2 separate regions of the Sus scrofa genome follow, and region 1 is linked to region 2. Evidence: chromatin contacts called from public HiChIP or PLAC-seq data. All regions are on one chromosome and are shown on one strand. The core of a region is the stretch at or near the end of the contact, and the rest is flanking DNA. Distances in the headings are between cores, read along the strand shown. Region 1 has its middle 7.1 kb from the start of CSE1L. Region 2 overlaps PREX1 (phosphatidylinositol 3,4,5-trisphosphate-dependent Rac exchanger 1 protein).

Region 1 (4,437 bases), core at 251-2,750, 370 kb after region 2:
TCATGGCTCAGTGGTTAACGAATCTGACTAGGAACCATGAGGTTGCGGGTTTGATCCCTGGCCTCGCTCAATGGGTTAAGGATCCAGCATTGCCGTGAGCTGTGGTATAGGTCGCAGACGCGGCTTAGATCCTGCATTGCTGTGGTTCTAGCGTAGGCCAGTGGCTACGCTTCAATTTGACCTCTAGCCTAGGAACCTCCATCTGCTGTGGGAGCAGCCCAAGAAATGACAAAAAAACCAAAAAAAAAAAAAAGAGACAAATATATCACTCGTATGTGGAATCTAAAAAAAATGACACAAATGAACTTATTTATGAAACAGAAGTAGACATACTTATGATTACCAAAGAGGAAAGGGGGGAGGGAAGGATAATTTAGGAGCTTGGGATTTCCAGATACATACTACTATTTCTAAAACAGATAAACAAGGACTTACTAGTAAAGCACAGGGAACTATATATAATATCTTATAATAACCTCTAATGAAAAAGAATCTGAAAAAGATATATAGATAAATAGATCAGAGTCAGTTTGCTATACATCTGAAACTAACACAACACTGTAAATCAACTGTACCTCAGTTTTGTTTTTTGCCTTTTGTGTGTTTTTTTTTTGTTTTGTTTTTTTTTTTTGGTCTTTTTGCCTTTTCTAGGGCAGCTCCCGTGGCATGCTGAGGTTCCAGGGCTAGGGGTCTAATCCGAGCTGTAGCCGCCTGCCTATGCCAGAGCCATAGCAACACGGGATCCGAGCTACATCTGCCACTCACACCACAGGTCAGGGCAACGCCAGATCCCTAACCCATTGAGCAAGGCCAAGGATCGAACCCGAAATCCCATGGTTCCCAGTCAGGTTCGTTAACCACTGAGCCACAACAGGAACTCCTACCTCAGTTTTTTAAGTCATGACTTCTTAAGAGTTCCACACTTGTTCCTGCCTCAGGGCCTTTGCCCATGCTATTCCTCTGCCTGGAATGCCCTCTCTCTAGGTCACGTCATGCCAGTTCCTCCTCCTGGCTTCAACCCACATGCTAACTCCTTGTTCCCATTTTGATGTCCTCCTCTGAGCTCACTGCCATCTGCAGCAGTCTGCTTGCTGTGTCTCCCCCACTGGAATGGGGGCAGTGACCATGGCTGTTTTGTTTATGATAATCTCACCCACTGGAACACAGTACCAGATACAAAATTCTCTCAATGAATTTTTTTGGCGGGGAAGAGTACTGTGCTAGCAGCATGCAGAAATTCCCAGGTCAGGAATTGAACCCAAGCCACAGCATTAGTCTGCGCCACAGCAGTGACAATACTGAGTCCTTAACCAATAGGCCACGAGGGAACTCCCCACTCAATGAATTTAAGTGAAGGAAAAATGCAGAGCCTTTTTTTTTTTTTTTTTAGTTTTTTTTTTTTTTAAGTGGAAATTCTAGGATGATCATGGGACGGTTCACAAACTCAGGAATATTAGGTCATTTCCTGTGCTGTCTTGGTCATTTCCTTTCTTTCCGCTGGCAGTTCCACTCTCCATTTGCCTTGCTCAGCTTGAAGAGGAAGTTGCCGCCCAAAGACCCACTCCTCCATAGCCGCCATGACAGAAATTGGCCCCAGGCACCTGCTTCCCCTGAGAACATTGGGGAAGGTGCTCAATCTGCAACTCGAAGGTGCCCAAAGGGCTCCAGTTTGAGGCTCCACATTCCCTGGTCACACTTCCCCTTCCCCTCCACCAAAGAAGAAGGGAAAGAGAATTTTATTCCCTCTGTTAGGCTTCCCTTTTGGTCATTTTATAGGCGCTTGCCATTTCAGCCATTGTTCAGCCTGTTTTCCCCCTGTCATTTCTGTGACAGCACCCAGCAGCAGAGCAGTGATCAAAGGAAGAATGATCATTTGCATTTTGCTCTGCTCACATCATCCCCTTTAATCCTCAGGACAGCTCCGTAAGGTAGGTACTTATTATCATCATCACACCCCATTTTTTATATGGGGCTCGAGAGGAGAACGAACTTGTCCAAAGCCACACAGATTCAAAGCCCTGCAGTCTGGCTCTAGAGCCCTCTACCCCACATCACCTCTCAGTGCTTGAGAGCCGTTAGCTCCTGCCTCATCTCCCTCCTCCACTGCCTCTTTGATGCTCCTTTGAGTCCCTCCCTAAGGAGGGGTCTCACACCGAGAAGGGCTGCTTCCTGTGCTGGGGAACAAACAGTTGTAGATCAAGGGGACACTGGCTCCAGAAGGCTGGGAGCACAGCCCTCTACTGACATCTGCCGGTTCTGGGGCAGAAATACAAATGTTGGGCTCACAGCCACTAAGCCTCAAAGTTATATGCCAGGCTAATAAACTTGCGAATAAAACATGCTCTTGGAGTTCCTGTCGTGGCGCAGTGGTTAACGAATCTGACTAGGAACCATGAAGTTGCAGGTTCGATCCCTGGCCTCGCTCAGTGGGTTAAGGACCCAGCGTTGCCGTGACCCGTGGTGTAGGTCGCAGACGCGGTTTGGATCCCACGTTGCTGTGGCTCTGGTGTAGGCCGGTGGCTACAGCTCTGATTTGACCCCTAGCCTGGGAACCCCCATATGCCGTGGGAAGCGGCCCTAGAAAAGACAAAAAAAAAAATGTTCTAACCTCCTTCTTTGGTAAATATCTTTGTAATACCTGGAAGTCCAGGTTCAAAAGTTGAATTATCAAGAAATAAAAATGGACAATAGAAATTCGAATTCTCAGGCTCCCCAGAGTTCCATGCCAGATCCGAGCAGCAGGGGGAGAATTGGCCTTTGTCCTGCAGCCTTCCTCCTCCGTCCTCAAGCCTCAGCCTGCACCACAAGGCTGTGAATGTGTGTGTGCAGATGTCCAGCTCCGTCCAAACCTGCTGCACACGCGTCTGCCCCCTCATCACACTTCCAGCTTAGGGGTGTTCACACCTGCTTTGCACTTGCTCTCAGAAGTGACAGCGAGAGCTTTCCAAGGACCCTGGAAGAGGGTTCAGGGCCTAAGGGTGGGGACTTCCAGGATCCTGTGTGACTGGAAGGTGGTCTGAAAGGAGGTGGCATGGGTTCCTGGTGAGCAGGAAAGTGCACCCACCTGGCATGTGGGTAGTGAGTGGCTGGAGGGTGGAGCCCTCTAAAGCACAGGGGCCAAGGCAAGGGGCCAAAAGCTAGCCCAGGTCTAAGGTCGTACCACCTGGGGATCAGCAATGGGAGGGGGACCTGGGCGGGGGGCAATGGGAGGCCATTCAAAATACACTCCCACTGAACATAACAAATGGTCCCAACAGCTAACACACTTGGGCACTTAGTTTCCCAGGTGCTCTTTCATGGGCTTCATACATATTGACCCTTTAAATCTCATAACCACCCTAAGAGGCAAAATAGTATTTATTATCCAGATACTATTTTAGAGATGAGGCAATCAAGTTATAAGTAATTTGACCAATGTCACACAGATGGATGGCATTGGGATCTTAACCTGTGTAGTCTGGCTCAAGTCCACACTCTTAACCAGGCTGACCCAAAAGGATAAAGGGACGGTGAGGGATGTGTCAATTACATGTTGATAAAGCTGGGTTCAGAGAAAATGGCCAGGAAATTGTCACTGGAAAGGAAGCAGGTCCAGGGAATTCCCATTGTAGCTTAGCGGATTAAGAACCTGACGAGCCTCCATGAGGATGCGGTTTTGATCCCTGGCCTCGCTCAGGGGGTTCAGGAGCCAGCATTGCTGCAAGCTGTGACACAGGGATCTGATGCAGTTCAGATCCCTGGTTGCTGTGGCTGTGGTGCAGGCTGACAGCTGCAGCTCTGATTGACCCCTAGTCAGGGAACTTCCTTAGGTCTTAATTTCGGCCCTAAAAAGAAAAAAAGAAAGAAAAGAAAGCAGTTCTAATGATATTGATATCAGACAAGATAGAATTGGAGGAGGAGAGCTTTGAAAAGGCCAAAGAAGAATATTTCACATTATCACATGGTAGACGTCATCAAGGAGAAACTGCAGGAATCTTTTATCCGCATAATAGCTTCAAAATATAAACCAAAAGCTGACTGAAGTACCCTTTAACGATGACAAAGCCAGAATCACATGCTGGGAAACTCACATGCCTCTCAGAGAACATCAGATAAAGAACATGAAGGGCCTAAATATTCAGCATATGACCTACAGTTAATGTCCTAATTAGTGAAAGATCAAATGCTGTTTGTACTATGTGGACTTTCCACCATGCACATATTTGTTTAAAAAGAAAGAAGGAGGAGTTCCCTTCGTGGCGCAGTGGTTAACGAATCTGACTAGGAACCATGAGGTTGCGGGTTCGATCCCTGGCCTTGCTCAGTGGGTTAAGGATCCGGCGTTGCCATGAGCTGTGGTGTAGGTCGCAGATGCAGCTCGGATCCCACGTTGCTGTGGCCCTGGCGTAGGCTGGCAGCTACAGCTCCGATTCGACCCCTAGCCTGGGAACCTCCATA
Region 2 (4,892 bases), core at 1,531-4,030:
TGTGCGGGGAGCCCTCTTCCCTGGGCCATCCTGCCAACCCTGCTGAACCATTCAAACCTACCGGGCCCAGATAAATGCCCCCGTCTTTGTCCTCTACCTACCCCGGCAGCCCCGTCTCAGCTGCCCAGGCCCCCACCCTGCAAGGGCTTCTCGACTTCTCCCTCCCCGACCCTATTCACAGTGCATCGCCACCCTCCACCCCACTCACCAAGGGTGGCAGGGACAAAACCAGAGATGCAGAGGGAGCGGGGCAGCCCGGGACAGACTGCCAGGGGTCCTCTGGGACTAACAAGTTATCTTTTAAAAACTTACCTCAAATGCTATTACTCACCTGCCTCAAAGCCTCTGAACCACTACCCGCCTCTGCGCCCAGAATCAAGTCCCAGGCCCTGCAGATGTAGCCCTGACCCCCGGGCCTGCTCCCCTCCAGCCATGCTGGCCTCTGCTCAGGACCTCTGCACGCGCTGTTCCCTCTGCCTGGCACACTCTTCCTCAGACCATTTACCAAGCTAATGGTCTTTGTACTCAGGTCTCAGCTTCGAAGCTGCCTCTCTGTCACCCCCTCAGAGAAGCCATCTCTGACCATTTAAATCCAAAGACACCCCATCAGCCTCTAAATCTTCTGCACAACCTCCCTTCTTTCCAGCTTTCCTCCCTCTTCCCCCAACAAGGAAGTCAGCTTCAGCCCCCGCACCCAGCTCAGGGCCCGCACATCCTGGAGTCGGTGAATTAACACACTGGGCCCAGTATCCTCATCTGAGAAGGGGGAAGTGAGGGCTGGGGCTTCCACGAACCAAGTGACGGGGGGGGGGGGGTCTCCACCAGGCAGGTGCCCATCTGCAACATCAGCCAGCAGAGGCTGCACCAAGGGCACACTGTCCCCACCTGCCCGCAGCTATGGCTTCCAGCCCGGCCCAGCCTGTTCCAAGAGGCTCAGGGCTGCAGAGGTGCGGGAAGCTCAGGCCTGGGCACACGGTGGCAAGGCAAAAAGCACAGAGCAAACACTGCTGCTGGCTGTATTTGTGGGGGGCACTGGCTCTGGGTAGCAGTGCCTAGAAAGCGCAGGGCCCAAAGGGACCCATCCTGATTCTGAGCCCTGAACAGGTAGGGCACTCGGAGCAAAAGAGGAGATGCAGAGAAAGCAGGGCAGCCTAGGGGCACTGGGCCTAGGGGCACACCTGGCTCCCTGGGCCTCAGTGTTCTCATCCTTAAAAACTGCGCAGGTGGTAAGCACCTGCCTTGGGGCCACTTCGAGGACTCCACGAGATGCTATAGGCACCGAGGAAGTACACCTGGATGATCACAGAAGCCTGCTCACTGGCCTCCCAGCTTCCCCACGTCACAGCCTGCAGGATCCTTTAAGTGTCAAAGTCAGATCCTGGACCTCCTCTGCTCAAAACCTGCCCCGGCTCCCACCCACTCAGAGTAACGGCCAAACTCCAACCACAGCCGGTGAGACCCGCACAGTCAGACCCCAGTGAGGACTCCCCTCCCTCCTCCCCTCCCCTGGCTCTGTTGCAGCCACAATGGGCACCTCACTGTGTCCCAAACACTGTGTGCAAGTTCCTGCCTCAGGGCCTTTGCAGCTGCTGCTCTGCCTGGAAGGCTCCTCCCCTGTGTCCTCCTGGCTCAGCCCTCCCCTCCTGCACTTAGGTCAGATGTCACCTTCTCAGGGAGGCCCTCACTGGCTGCCTTATGGAAACTTTCAACTGCCACCACCCCAGACCTTCTCATTCTCTTCCCAGCTTAATTTTTCCCCTTATCACTAAGTATGAGGGTTTCTCAACTGCAGCACTCTTGACACCTGGGGCAGGTAACTGTGCTGGGGGGCGGGCTGAGCATCCTGTGTGCTGCAGGGGGTTTAGCAGCATTCTTGGCTCTACACACCAGACACCAGTAGCCCCCGACCCCTTCCCGTAGTTGTGACAACCCAAAATGCCCCCAGACACTGCTGAGTGTCCCCAGGGGTAAAACTGTCCTGGTAACAACCACTGGTCTATACCATTCCTCTTCCTCACTTGCTTATGTCTGCCTCCCAAAACTAGGATATAAGACCACCTACAAAACCTCTCTGTTTTGTCCCTTGTTGGGTCCCCAGGGCCTGTAACAGTGGCGCTGGATAAATAACTGCTGAATGAATGAACTGGGTGAGCAAGCCCGCCCCCTCCCCTACTCACCACGGCTGGCGAGAGCAGGGACTGGCAGTGCAGGAGGACACCGGTGGCCGCCACCTGCTCCAGCCACTTGCGGCTGGCGTCCCGGCCGCTCTCCTCGTACTCGCCGTTGTTGTTGTAGCGGTAGCTCAGGGCTGCCAGCAGCTGCTCAGAGAAGGTACACACGGCGGCCACCAGGGCCTGGCAGAAGATGCTGTCCCTTCGCAGCTGCAGCTCTGTGTCTGTGGGCAGAGGGGGCAGGACCCCGCCGGGCAGGGCTCCTGTGACCTCAGGGCCCAGAAACGCCCCCTTTCCCAGACCCAACCACCTCTCTGGGGCCAACCTGCCAAAATTAATTCATCCCAGGCCCCAAGGCCAATTCCATAAACATCAACTCTCCAAAATCAAGCCAATTTGCTAAGAAACTCAACTCTGAATGACCCGTCTGCCTATTTAAAAAAAAAAAAAAAAACTTGTAATTTTCCAAAGGCTCTCCCCAAACCCTGACCCTCAGCTGTTTCTCCATTTGTTAGGAAATTTCTCGGCCTTGCCTGAGAATGACAGTGATGCCAAGCTCCATGTTTTAGGAAATGCAGTTTACCGCTTCCTCTATTTTGACAACTACGTCTTCTTCCCGTCATGCCCTCCACCCCCACTTCCCTGCCGCCTGCTCGTGACATGATTTCCAGGACTGGCCAACTGGGGGCAGTCATTCAGGGTCCCAACCTCCTGGAAGGGATTATTTTCAATGACTGAATCTGGCCATGGGTTTTCAGACGATTCTGACCTCAATCCTATTCTAGCTGCTGCTTGTCTGAGAACTTCTGGAAGGAAAGGAGGGTCTGAAAACACCTCCAATGTTCCAAGACTGTCCTCGCCCACCATGAACCCCCCTGCTCCCCTCTGTCTGCTGGGGAGGAAGCCCCCAGCTGAGGGAAGAGCCTCCCTAATCAAGGGTGCACTATCCCGTGTCCCCGTCCCGATCGCCAAGGCCTGGGAGGCGGCAAGAGACATTGCTGCTGGCTCCGGGACCCTGAGACTGGTCCCCTGGACACAAGGGGAAGAAGTGAGGTCTAAGGAGTTCTTGGAGGAGCAAGAGGCCACCGTGTTGCCTCCCCCGTGCAGGCCCCAATGACCTCAGGAAGGTCAACCTTGGCCAGCAGAGGCCTCCCTGGGCTGCAGTCATGAGAGCCAGCAGCCGTGAGTGGGTGCACACCACAGGTGCCCTTCCAAAAGCCCTCACCTGTGCATTTCAGCAAGGCCAGGAGCAGCTGGTTCTTTCCATCTGGAAGGAGAAGGACCGAGAAGGGAGATGGGATGAGAGCAGTGAGCGGTGAGCAGGAGGGAACAGAGCTGGGCCCTCCCCACAGCCCTCGGGCTCTGACTCCTCAGTGGTGACAGTGGGTACACACAGTCATGCTCAAGAAGCTTTGATTGACGTTGGGCGGATTCCAGAAACCCCCAGACCTCGGGGGATGGAAGCTCAACTGTGAGCTGCACCCCACCTGTTTACATACACCCGCCAAACGGGGACTGAAACCCACCCCTCCAACTCCTGGGCCAGAGCCCCCCAGCTGCACCTTGTACCTGTGCATGGGCACACACTGACACACCTATGTACATTCACGTGGGCGCCCACTCAGGTCACATACGTTCACACGCATGCTCAGTAGTCACATCCTACACGGCCAAGCCCTACCCGCGTGGAGACAAAGCTCACACCTGCCAGATGCAGGTCTCACATCCTGGTCTCCTTCCTTCAAATAAAGGCCCTTGGGCCCAGAAGGGGCTTAAAAGAAAAATCTGAAAGGCTTCTGGATTTGGCCTCTGGAAATACATTCTGTCCTGGGGAGGCGCCAAGACGCAGGGCTGGGTGTGGTGACAACAGCCACGTGCACTCACTGAGATTTACCAGCGCCAGGCAGGGCGCTAAGCATCTTCTTTGCATTGGCTCATTTAATTCTCACGAGAACCCTGAGGGGGGTAGCCTTGTGAACCCATGAAGAGACTGAGGCACAGAGAAGTCAAGGAACTTGCCAAGGTCACACAGCCAATAAGTGGGAGAGCTGGGGTTCCAGCACTGGCCATCTGGCTCCAGAGCCTATGCTCTTAACCAATGGCAGTTTGGAAAATAGGACAGCTCAGGGCCAGCAAAGATGTCCCCTCCTACTCAGAGGGTGCTGTTCCTGGGGTCATGGCCTAGCTGACCTGGTTAAATGTCTCCCTGGCCTGGGTCCTTCTAACTCAGGAGTTCCAGGTTCAAATGCTGCCAAGGGCCAGGCAGGTAATGCAGAGCCCAGGCCGCAGGGCGTGGTGGGAACCACGCGGATTGGAAGGCACCCCTCCTCCACCTCAAGCTGGAGCCACCACTCAGCTCCAGCCAAGTGTGAATGTGGGATTGCGAGCCGGTTATCACCAGATCTTCTGATTGTTCGAGAATAGCCAGAAAGACAGCTTTTATGTGGGATCTTGGATTATAAACGCTGGCAGCAGATTCTCATTTTTCAACACCGCAGCATCAAAAACCTAACTATGGGCCTGAGTCAGGACCTGTACCTCCACCCCCGGCCCCAACTTGTAACCTTGATAATGAACAAAAGAAATGAATGAAATCCACAATTTTTGGAAGGCCTCCCAGCCTCCTGACTCTGCAAGGAAGTCCCCAGCACCCCACATCCGTGGTTCCCGAACTGTCCCAGGCCCCGCCCAGGGCAGGACACGTCTGGGAGAGGGGCACTG

What was found. HiChIP or PLAC-seq counts read pairs in DNA pulled down with a chosen protein or histone mark.
Region 1: an H3K27ac HiChIP or PLAC-seq map of alveolar macrophages shows a contact between it and region 2. The contact joins two enhancer-like sites. A contact is called at or near these places in 1 of 5 promoter capture datasets (liver), 7 of 47 Hi-C or Micro-C datasets (embryonic fibroblasts, fetal heart ventricle, fetal skeletal muscle and 3 more) and 2 of 2 datasets of contacts at active chromatin or transcription factors (alveolar macrophages and skeletal muscle).

Annotation. Positions count from the first base shown.
Region 1 is chr17:50,735,606-50,740,042 of Sscrofa11.1, forward strand. No RefSeq gene overlaps it. Among named protein-coding and RNA genes, the nearest start is that of CSE1L, 7.1 kb to the right of the region's middle. Within about 2 kb of position 1,501, at least 30 of the 83 cell types and tissues checked have an H3K27ac peak or open chromatin away from gene starts, as enhancers often do. A contact at or near this core is called in alveolar macrophages, where this site is marked.
Region 2 is chr17:50,362,336-50,367,227 of Sscrofa11.1, forward strand. PREX1 (phosphatidylinositol 3,4,5-trisphosphate-dependent Rac exchanger 1 protein) reads right to left here. Exons shown (of 40, transcript XM_021078040.1): 31 at 3,397-3,438; 32 at 2,178-2,395. Among named protein-coding and RNA genes, the nearest start is that of PREX1, 190 kb to the right of the region's middle. Within about 2 kb of position 2,781, at least 2 of the 83 cell types and tissues checked have an H3K27ac peak or open chromatin away from gene starts, as enhancers often do. A contact at or near this core is called in alveolar macrophages, where this site is marked.